Linked DNA regions of Mus musculus: region 2 is linked to region 1. Evidence: chromatin contacts called from public HiChIP or PLAC-seq data. All regions are on one chromosome and are shown on one strand. The core of a region is the stretch at or near the end of the contact, and the rest is flanking DNA. Distances in the headings are between cores, read along the strand shown. Region 1 holds the start of 2510039O18Rik (RIKEN cDNA 2510039O18 gene). Region 2 holds the start of Nppb (natriuretic peptide type B).

Region 1 (5,225 bases), core at 103-2,602:
AAGCTAAGACCACAGAGCCAAGATCATATAGCTTCAAAGTGTTTAAGAAGAGCCAACCGTTGAACATCAAGGCCAAGTTGCAACCCTCTGTGTGACCACCACCGAGCATGGGGGGACACCACTAAAGTGGACAGTATGCACACGGACGTCAAGTGGTGGCTGGGCACCAAGCCCGCAACGAGGCCTCACCGGGACTGAAGAGCTGGGCCCAGAGGTACTGGTGATCCTGAAGCAGCTCCGAGGCGGGCATCTCCAACAGCTCCAGCATCTCCTTCCGTGCTAAGTCCTGCAGCGCCTTGAGCTCCTTGGCTCCTTTGCTTTTGAGCACCTGGGGGTGGATGGGACCAGAGATGTGCACCACCCACAGCACCGTCTCGTCCAGCTGTGTCTTGGGAGCCACCTGGAGCCTGTTCACTAACTTCTTAGAGGTCACCACGACCAAGTGCACCAGCCCCGATGGAAGGGGTGTGGACCGGCCCGAGTAGAGGAGAAACTGGTGATCTCCGACCTTCTCCAGGGTGCTGGTGAAGGATTTGGGGACTGGGCCTGCGGTGGGCCCCACAGTCTGCAACGCGGCCACGCGCTCCGTGGGATTGTTGAGCTGGATGCGCTGCAGATAGACGTGGGGTCGGCCTCGGTGCGCCAGGAAGTCCTCCTGCAGTAGCACGCAGTCCCGGCCCGACCCCGCGGAGAGCCCGGAGGCCGAGGCGGGCCCGGGGACACCAGCGGCAGGGCCCGAGCCCGGGGTCCCCAGCTGCAGGCAGCGCACTCGGCGCAGCAGGCCCTCCCGCAGAAGCAGCACCGCCTCTCCAGCCTCGGCCACCACATTCAGCGGGCGTAGCTGCACGAAGGGCACGAAGTCCGGCGTCACGGCAGGCTCCCGCTCTCCGGGCGTCACCCACAGCCGGTTGTTGGAGGCGTCCAGAGCCAGGAAGCCGTTGGCCACCAGGGCTGGCACCCCGGGGCCAAGCGGCACCGCCTCGCCGCGATCACGCAGGCCGCGCCACGCGCGGGTGGCCGCCTCCAGACAGGCAGACGGCTCGGCGGCGCCCGGCTCGCTGCGGGCCCAGGACGGCAGGTGCAGGCCGCCCGCCGCCCGCCGCGCCCCGGAGCTCGCGAACCACAGGAGCAGCACCAAGAGGCCGAGCAGGCAGAGGAGGCGGCGGGCCCAGCTGCTCGACAGCAGCCCCGGCAGCCCCTTCAGGCGCTGCTGCAGCCACATCGGGCCCGCCGCCCAACCTGCCCGCCCGGCCGCCGCCGCTCACTCCCCGGGCCGCGTCGCCGCGCCCTCCTCAACGCCCGCCGCAGCCACCCCAGCAGACACCTTCACCGCTTCCTCCTTCTTCTTGGTTGCCTCCTAGACGTCAAACGCCACCGGCCGTAAGGCGTCGCTGAGTCTTTTGCGACAAGGTGGAAAAGCGGCCAGGGGCGGGATTTGGAGAGGGGGCGGGGTCTCCTTGGGGGCGGGGCCTGGACTGAGGGGCGGGGTGGGGAAGGGAAGAGTGTGGGCAGGAGTCCAAACGGCTTGTTGGAAAAAAGAGAGCAAGAAAAGAAAGTCAGAGAGCAAGCCAAACCCAACATGTGCTGCGCCTCGTTTGCTGCTGATGGTTTCAACAGCCCTAAAGTTAAAAAATAAGAACGTACTGTTTCTGTAAACTATATTTAACTGAATGAAGAAAAGACATGGGGGTAAATGGAAGGAAAGAAAGAAGGGAAGGAGACAGGGAGGAATGAAGTGGAGGGAGGAGGGAAGGAAGAGGAGGAGGAAGGGTAGCCACTGAAAAATTATTTCCTAGGAAATATTTTGTTGGCAGCGTTTCAAACCTGCCTGGCTGCGAGTACACCAGAGTGGGACATAAATCCAGCCTGTTTCTTGAACACAGCAAGTAGTTTTCTTGATGTCAATCTTGAGTTTTAACTCATTAAATAACGCGAAACATTAAGATCTCATACTTTGACAAGACCCGGAGCATCCATATGGGGGGAAGGGCGAGGGGGGCGGAATTCATTGGGAGCACTGGAGCAGACAGTGGGGTGGTTGTTTCCACTTTGAATTCTAGGTAGACAGTGGGCGATTGTTTTCACTTTGGATTCTGGGCAATCCAGAGCCAGACGGGCTGTTGCAAATTCACAGTTGACAATTGAACGGTCACTTAAGGTGGCTTCTAGTGGGTTGTAGGCAGACAGAAAACTGTATGCTGAGGTGGCAAGCCAGTGTCGCATTGGAAGAATGCTCGTCCTGTTTTGATTTGATTTTTATTTTTATTTATCTTTGAGACAGAATCTTTCCTTTGTTGTCCAGACTGGACTTCAAACAATTCCTAGGCCCAAAAGATCCTTTCTCAGCATCCCCAGTCCCTAGAATCAAAGGCATTTGTCCAGCTTTTTACCCATTTTTATTTTCACACAAAAATGAATGCTAAGAGCCCAGCAGTGGTGGCACATGCTGTTAGTCTTAGCATTTAAGAGGCAGGGCAGGTAATTCTCGGAGTTGGAGACCAGCCTGGTCTACAGAGTTCCAGGACAGCCAGGACTACACAGAGAAACCCTGTCTTGAAAAACTAAAGTGGGCTGGTGAGATGGCTCAGCGGTTAAGAGCACCGACTGCTCTTCCAAAGGTCCTGAGTTCAAATCCCAGCAACCACATGGTGGGATCCGTAATGAAATCTGATGCCGTTTCCTGGAATGTCTGAAGACAGCTACAGTGTAAAAAAAAAGAAAGAAAAAGAAAAACTAAAGCAAGCAAGCAAGCAAACAAACACCCCAGAGCTCAGTAGCACATTTTAGCCAGTTGTTGTACACATATCTTTAATCTGACTCTTCAAGAGGCAGGGGCAGGTAGATTTTACTAAGTTCAAGGCTAGCCTGTCTACACAGTGAGACCATATTTCAAAACAAACTAAAACAACCACACTTTTTTTTTTAGCAGACTATTAGCTCAGAACAGAATATTCCTCTAGCACTAGTGATTTCCCAGAACCTTAAAGTTAAAATAAAAATCTAATGGCAAGATGGCTCAGCAGGTAAAAGCATTCGCCAGCAAGTGTGATGACCTAAGTTCTGTACCTAGGACCTATGTGGTAGAAGGAGAGAGCTGACGCCTCTATGTGCACATTGTTGTATGTCCAAATCAGAAGATGGTATGGGATCCCTGGAGTTACAGGCACGTGTGAGTTGCCAGTCTCTTAACTGCTGAACCATCTCTCCAGCTCCACTTTTTAATGGATGACAGGAGGAAACCGCATGCATGTTTGTGTGTGGACAACTTCCCATCCTGAAGTTGTCCAGCAGTTTCCTATTAAATTGGAGTCCTGTGCCTTTAACAGTCCATTGCACGTGGAGCACGTACTAGAAATACTAGAGGCAACATCTGGGCAGCAGCCACCACCTCTTGCTTAAAGAAACAGGCCACCCTACACGAAGCTTGGATTGGGCTCAAGTTCTAGCAATTTGATGAAACAAACAGGAAACAGGTTCCAAAAGAGTAAGGCCAGGCTTCACAAGAGTGAATTCTTCCTCTTGAAAGGTCAGGCAGTTTATAAAACTGATCCCTCTTTTAATTTGTACTCTGATGACTGCCCAGGAATGTTTTCTATCTGGCGTATATCGCTGTAGGCAGTTCTAGCTGGGAGCTGGCTGATGCTTCCTTACTGTGGTCCCACATCAGGTGTGTGATGCCAGGCAGATGATACTGCTTCGAGCCTTAGTTTCTTGTTTTGCAAACAGAAGTGACAGCTTTACGAGAAAGGCAGTTGTGAGCTTGGAGGAAGAGCTTTGAAAATCGAGCCAGCCAACAAGGCTGGCTGGTTCTTCCCCCATTTACACTTGTACTTCCTCCTCCAAGGGTTTGGAGATCTCAGTCCTCAACCTTCTGGGTCTAAAACACCCGGCGGATGCTGGTGGATGCTTGGCGCCAAGTCCTGTCTCCAGCTGCAGCAGCTCCTGGCTCTAAGTCCCTGCTAGGAAGCAAATGTTCTAGATTCTGCTGAGGTCGCTTCCTCTGGTTGGTCTTGTGACTTTGAGCTTGCTGCTGGATAGCCCTGGGCCTCTCTTCTACCATCTGTGAGAGTGTGAGTTGACCTCTGCACAATGAGGTGGACGCCCATTTTTCCAGCCTGTTCTTATTTCCCAGAAAGGACACGTGGTTCTTCAATTGTACAAGTATTGTACATCTTTCTCAAGAAAAAGAGAAACAAGAAAAGAAGAACGATTCCCAATAATATGACCTAGAAACGCTGCATAAGTTATGAACATGTTTATTCCACAACTTGGAAATAATCATTGCAAACATTGGTCTGTAAGTTTCCTGTGTTGGGGGTGGGTGTGTGTTGTTGAGGTCTCACACAGTCCACACTAGCCTCAAGCTATATGGTCACTAGCTCTACGGCTGAGCATGTCTTGAACTCCTGATCCTGCTATGCCTCCTGAGTGCTGGGATTCCAGCTCGCTTTGACACCTTCTTCCTCCCTTCTCTGACTGAGTCTGGCTGTGCAGCTCAGGCTGGCTTTGGACAATGGAGCTCTTCTACCTCCTGAGTGCTAGGATTTGGGCAGACCCCACCCTACCCCACCCAACCTTGTTTTGACCTATCTGCTAGGCAGAGGATCTATCTTTAACAATGAGTCATACTGAAGAGAAAACCTTTCCCACTTAGCATCCTGTAGATGCCTGTTTCCTTTGTGAAAGACCAAATCTCCCTAACTCCCTGATTTCGTCAAGCCCCTCCTCCCCCGCCCTCCCGAACCCTGCCCTAGGATCTAATCTGTGGGACTGAGATTCCAGGGTCCCTGTTTGAGCTCTCTTCTACGGCTTGACAGATTTTGTCTAAATGTAGATGTGCTTGGCTCACATCTGGACCAGGAACCCTTGCTCCAGAAACTTTTGACCTTCTTTTACTTTGTCTGTGAATGGCACTGAAAATTTTCACTCCATCCACTTAGCCCTCATTCATCCATCCACTCACTCACCCATCCATCCATCTGGCCCCCCATCATCCATCTATCCAGCCAGCCAGCCACTTACCCATCCATCCACCTATACCGCCATCCAACCATCCACTCACTCACCCACTTACACACCCACTTATCCATCCATCTAATACCCCCCCCCCACCATCACCACACACACACACATCCATCCCATAATTAACCGCTGCAATTTCCTTGACTACTTTCTGATTTCCTTCCAGGGAGCGGAAAGTTGAATTAAGTGATTCTCTTTTGGGA
Region 2 (4,812 bases), core at 27-2,526, 45 kb before region 1:
TTATTATGTTGTGGCAAGTTTGTGCTCCAAGATAAGAAACAGTCTTGTAGAAAAACAACAAAATAAATTAAAAAATAAAAATAAAAATAAATATAAATAAATAAATAAATAGGATCACTTCAAAGGTGGTCCCAGAGCTGGGGAAAGAGACCCAGGCAGAGTCAGAAACTGGAGTCTCCTGCAGCCAGGAGGTCTTCCTACAACAACTTCAGTGCTGTGGGGAGGAGAGACAGGGCAATGTCACACTCGGAAGTGAAACTGAAGCAGGTGCCGAGTCCCCCACCACCACCACACCCCCATCTTCAGTCCCCAGATGATGTCGAAGTTTAAGGCTCTGGAAAAAGCTATCTCACAGGGCCTCTGTTTCTCCTGTAAAGTGGGTTGGGCATGCCCTTTGCCTGAGGGGAAATGCTCAGAACTCTTTCTGCCTTGTGAAGGGGTGATTAGACATCAGGCAGTCTGCTCCCTCAGAGCGTGTGACCCCTCTGATGGAAGGTAGGTGCTGACCTGTGAGAATGTAATGCAGAACCCATGTGATATTTCCTGACAGGCTGCAGGAGTATGCCAGATAGCAAACCTAGGGGCCTCTAAGGGTAGCATGCACGGGGATGGGATGGGTGTGCAGCTTTGCAGGGAAGTGGCAAGGTAGGTGCTCACCGTTACAGCCCAAACGACTGACGGATCCGATCCGGTCTATCTTGTGCCCAAAGCAGCTTGAGATATGTGTCACCTTGGAATTTTGAGGTCTCTGCTGGACCCGGAGGGTGCTGCCTTGAGACCGAAGGACTCTTTTTGGGTGTTCTTTTGTGAGGCCTTGGTCCTTCAAGAGCTGTCTCTGGGCCATTTCCTCCGACTTTTCTCTTATCAGCTCCAGCAGCTTCTGTGATGGATTGGGGAGCCCAGACGTCAGAAACACACACACCTGAATCCCCCATCCTTCCATAGTGCTCATCAGTTAAGAGATATGCTGCCCAATCTTTCAGTTTGCTGACTCTCACATGGCTAATTCCCAAAGGACTCGAGGTCTTTTCATTGCCGCTTCCCAAACCCTTCAGGCAGACCCTCAGTGCTCACCTGCATCTTGAATTGCTCTGGAGACTGGCTAGGACTTCCCAGAGGATAGGAGTGACCTCCCAGCGGTGACAGATAAAGGAAAAGCAGAAACAGAATCATCTGGGACAGCACCTTCAGGAGATCCATGCCGCAGAAGCGATGGGCCAGGCAATGATGCCGTGTTCTCCCTTGTCTCGCCTCCCCAAGCAGCTTGTGCACTGGTGTCTTCAACAACGGTGCCTCTGCCTTTTATACTGGGGCTGAGTGTCCGGCCAGACCTTTTCACGGAGTAGGGGTGGGGTTATCTCTGATTTATCAGCTGCATTCCTGCCGGCTGAGCTCAGGACCTGAGAATTCACCCCTCTGTGCCTGTGTGGAGTATTCATTGTGGGTGGAGGCTGTGGAGAGCAAGCCTTGTATAGAAATGGGCTGGGCTAGGGTGGGGGTGTGCGGAACACACTAACAGTCCTTGCTTCCTGCTCCCTTCTTTCATGCAGAGCCTGAGGGCCTATGACATCCTGCCCCACCCCTATTGGAAATGGCGGGGAGAGCCCCAGCTTTCCCAGCCTGTGGCGAGTGTGGGGCTTATGGCGTGACTCATGGAAAACATTCCCAAACAACACCCACCATCACCAGCCTCCCGGGGAGAGTGTCCTCCAAACCTGTAATCCAGGCCCGGCCTGGCTTCCCAGCACCTAGCTGGACTGCACTACTTCCGGGTACTCTGGTAGCTGTCCGTGGTTCTGATCGCCACACGTGTACTTCACACCAACTTTCAAGCTCTCTCCTCAACCGATTTCCAGGCCAGAAGGAGCTATGTGGCTCACACAATGGTTTTGATACCCACCTTCCAACAACCCCCCTCAAAAACTTGTGAAGATTTCAGCTTGAGGATGCTCACTCTCCAGTGTCAACTGATTAAAAGCTGGGATATGACAAGGAACTTCTGGAATTCCAACCCTCCTTTCTGACCCTTAACAAGAAGAGCTGATTAGGATAGAATTTTGAGTCTGACCCAAAGATGAGGTCACGTAGCCATGCCATCTGGGGCATCATCTCTGGGTGCCAAAGTCTCCTCCCCCACCATGAGTGGAAGAGAAAGTGTGCCTAGACTCCAGACGTGTGGGAAAGGCCTCTCCCCAGCTCTCTCTTAGCTGATCGGCCAACAGTGACGTCTCCCTCACACAACGCACCCAGCCTCCCACTCAGATGAGAATTGAGACTCTGAGGAAGTGAAGCTGAGGCATATACACCCAGGTGTGCGCCCAGTGTCTCTATCCCTTCTGCAGAATCTGTGCTAACAACTGTCAGGTTGGTCAAGGACAATGACCAGGAGTGGCAGTGGGTTAAGGCAGAGATGGAGAAAGGGGATAGTTAGAAGATCATGAGTCCAGAACCAGTCACATTTGGAGAAAGCTGTTAGGTTCTTCTGCAAGCTTCTGGGCCTCTCGGACCCATGTTTGCATGAGATTCTGTGTTCTGACCCAAGGGAAACACACACTCTCTTCTAAGCAATTGTTTAGGAGAGGCAGAGAATGCCTCCATCTCCACTCTTAGCTCAACCCTTCTCCTTGCACATGAATTTGTCTCCTAATCCTAATCCTTCTCACACAATTTCCCTCTGAGAAACCAATTAGCCTACCACCCCCACGTCCAGTTTCAGTAAATTCTCAGGACACAGGCAGAATAAAGCCAGATTCTTGGCTAACAGGTCATACAAAGGACCCCCAGCCAAGTTCCTGATAGAGCTTATCTCTCCTCTGAGATAGCCACTATCCACATCTCTATCACCATTCCTGTCATCTGGCTTGTGTGTGGCAGGAGCTTGAAGCCATTGGTAATGTAACACCCACAATCAGGAAGCAGAGAGCAGTAAATTCCTCTCTCTCTCTCTCTCTCTCTCTCTCTCTCTCTCTCTCCATTTATATAGTCCAGAACCCCATCCATGGATCGGGGCCACCCACAGTGGGTCTTCGCTCCTCAACTAACACAATAAAAATAATCCCCAGTGCTGGAAGATGGCTGAGGTGCTTTAGAACACTGGTTGCTCTTCTAGAGGACCTAGGTTTGGTTCCCGTGCCCACATGGTGGCTCACAATTACTTACAACTCCAGTTCCAGGGGATCTGACACCCTCTTTCAGCATCCACTTATTTTGTTGTTGCTTGTTTGAGACAGGGTTTTATTGTGTAGTCCTTAGGTGGCTTGGAACTCACTTTGTAGACCAGGCTGATCTTGAACTCACAGAGATCTGCCTGTTCCTACCTCCTGAATGCTCTGTTTAACGGACTGTACATATTTTGAGACAGGGTCTCGTAGCCCAGGCTAACCTAAACTACCGTATCTTCCTGCCTTTACTTCTCAAGCACCCAGATTACAGGTGCGTACCACCATGCCTGTTTTATGTTGGCTGAAGATTGAACGTGGGGCTTTGTGCATGTTGGGCAAGCACTGTGCCACAAGCTCTGTCCATGAGGCATACTCAGGGTGCCATGAGACACACATAGCTTGGTGGCTTGTAGTGACCATCTTTCAACTGCATCTTCCAGTCCTGGTGATTGGTAGACCTCTGCTGTGGGACTCCTACTTGATGTCCCTCTTCAGAGTGTGGCCTGGTGCCAGCAGCTGCTGGAGTCTCCTGAAGACTTTTCTTAGGCAGAACAGACACAGGCTGTTAGGTCAGTTGTCTGGTGGCGAATGAGGATCGAGGATCAGTTTCTAATACCGACATGGCAGCTCACAGCTGCTGATAATGCCCTGTATGGTCTGGACCTAGCATCAGTGTGGGGTCTACTCCACCCTTTTCCATTGTTTAAAACAGACCCAGGTGACTCCAAAGAAACTGGAAGTAGACCCCACCTCTGTGCAGAAATGGGGGCTGAGCAGAAAGGAGTCTTCAGTGTCTTTGTCTAGTCATTACGTCTTCCTACAAAGCGGTTTATGGAGACAGCCTCTGACCTCCTCACTTTTGAGCACATGCCTTCAAGCCCTTCCTGCAGCTGGTGCTGTCAAATTCCAGACTGTGTTTAAAAATCCAGTCTGAGAGGGACTGAGGGATGCACTAGTCAGGTCATCTTTTTAAGCAAAAGGCCTTTAGAAATGCCAAGTGTGGGGCAGGGGTCTGAAAGCAGAGCATTTCATTCTTTCTACGCCAAGCAAGGCATTCAGACTTAAAGGGTTCTGAAGATGGGCCAATCTGAGATCTCTAGGAAGCAGGCTTGGTTAACACATGGCCTCTGCTGAGTAACAGAGGTAGGGGAAGGGGATGTTGAACTATGAGCCAGTGAGTGGAGCTTGGGTGATCTGCCATGTAGTCAGGCTGCTCTGAACCCTGAGCAGCAGGGGGTTGGTTGTGTTCCCAACCTGCTCACAGCAGCACCTGGAGAGTCTGGGTTCTCACTTTGTCTCTGTCTTGCCTATGAACTCTGTCCCCTTTGTTTGTAAAGATGTATTTAGTGGGTTTTTTCCTATGTGTATGAGTGTTTTGCCTACACACATGTATGTGTACTGTGTGTGTGCCATATGCTGAAATTTCTTTCTCTTTTTTTCTCTCCTTTTTTGAGACAGGGTCTCATGTAGCCCAGGCTGGCCTTGAACTCTCTGTTTAGCTGAGGATAACCTTTACCTCTTACCCCCTTGCCTCTATCTCCAAAGTGCTAAGATTATAGGCGTGCAGAAATAAGGCATTAACCAATGAATCTATGAATAGATTAACCTCCCAAGGCCCTCCCTCCATTCACATGCGCACTTAGGACTAAGC

What was found. HiChIP or PLAC-seq counts read pairs in DNA pulled down with a chosen protein or histone mark.
Region 2: a contact with region 1 is called in an H3K4me3 HiChIP or PLAC-seq map of embryonic stem cells, with 49 read pairs. The contact joins the promoter of Nppb here to the promoter of 2510039O18Rik in region 1. A contact is called at or near these places in 4 of 39 promoter capture datasets (cranial neural crest and embryonic stem cells), 6 of 484 Hi-C or Micro-C datasets (embryonic stem cells, nephron progenitors, pancreatic cancer cells and 1 more), 8 of 115 datasets of contacts at active chromatin or transcription factors (the 230-238 cell line, the HL-1 cell line, the NIH/3T3 cell line and 3 more) and 3 of 9 other capture datasets (adipose tissue, liver and pancreatic islet).

Annotation. Positions count from the first base shown.
Region 1 is chr4:147,937,022-147,942,246 of GRCm38.p6, reverse strand. 2510039O18Rik (RIKEN cDNA 2510039O18 gene) reads right to left here and starts at 1,352. Exons shown (of 3, transcript NM_029841.3): 1 at 190-1,352. The coding sequence starts at 1,222.
Region 2 is chr4:147,982,364-147,987,175 of GRCm38.p6, reverse strand. It overlaps Nppb (natriuretic peptide type B), which reads right to left and starts at 1,276. Exons shown (of 3, transcript NM_008726.6): 1 at 1,075-1,276; 2 at 658-880; 3 at 1-214. The coding sequence starts at 1,200. The coding sequence ends at 198.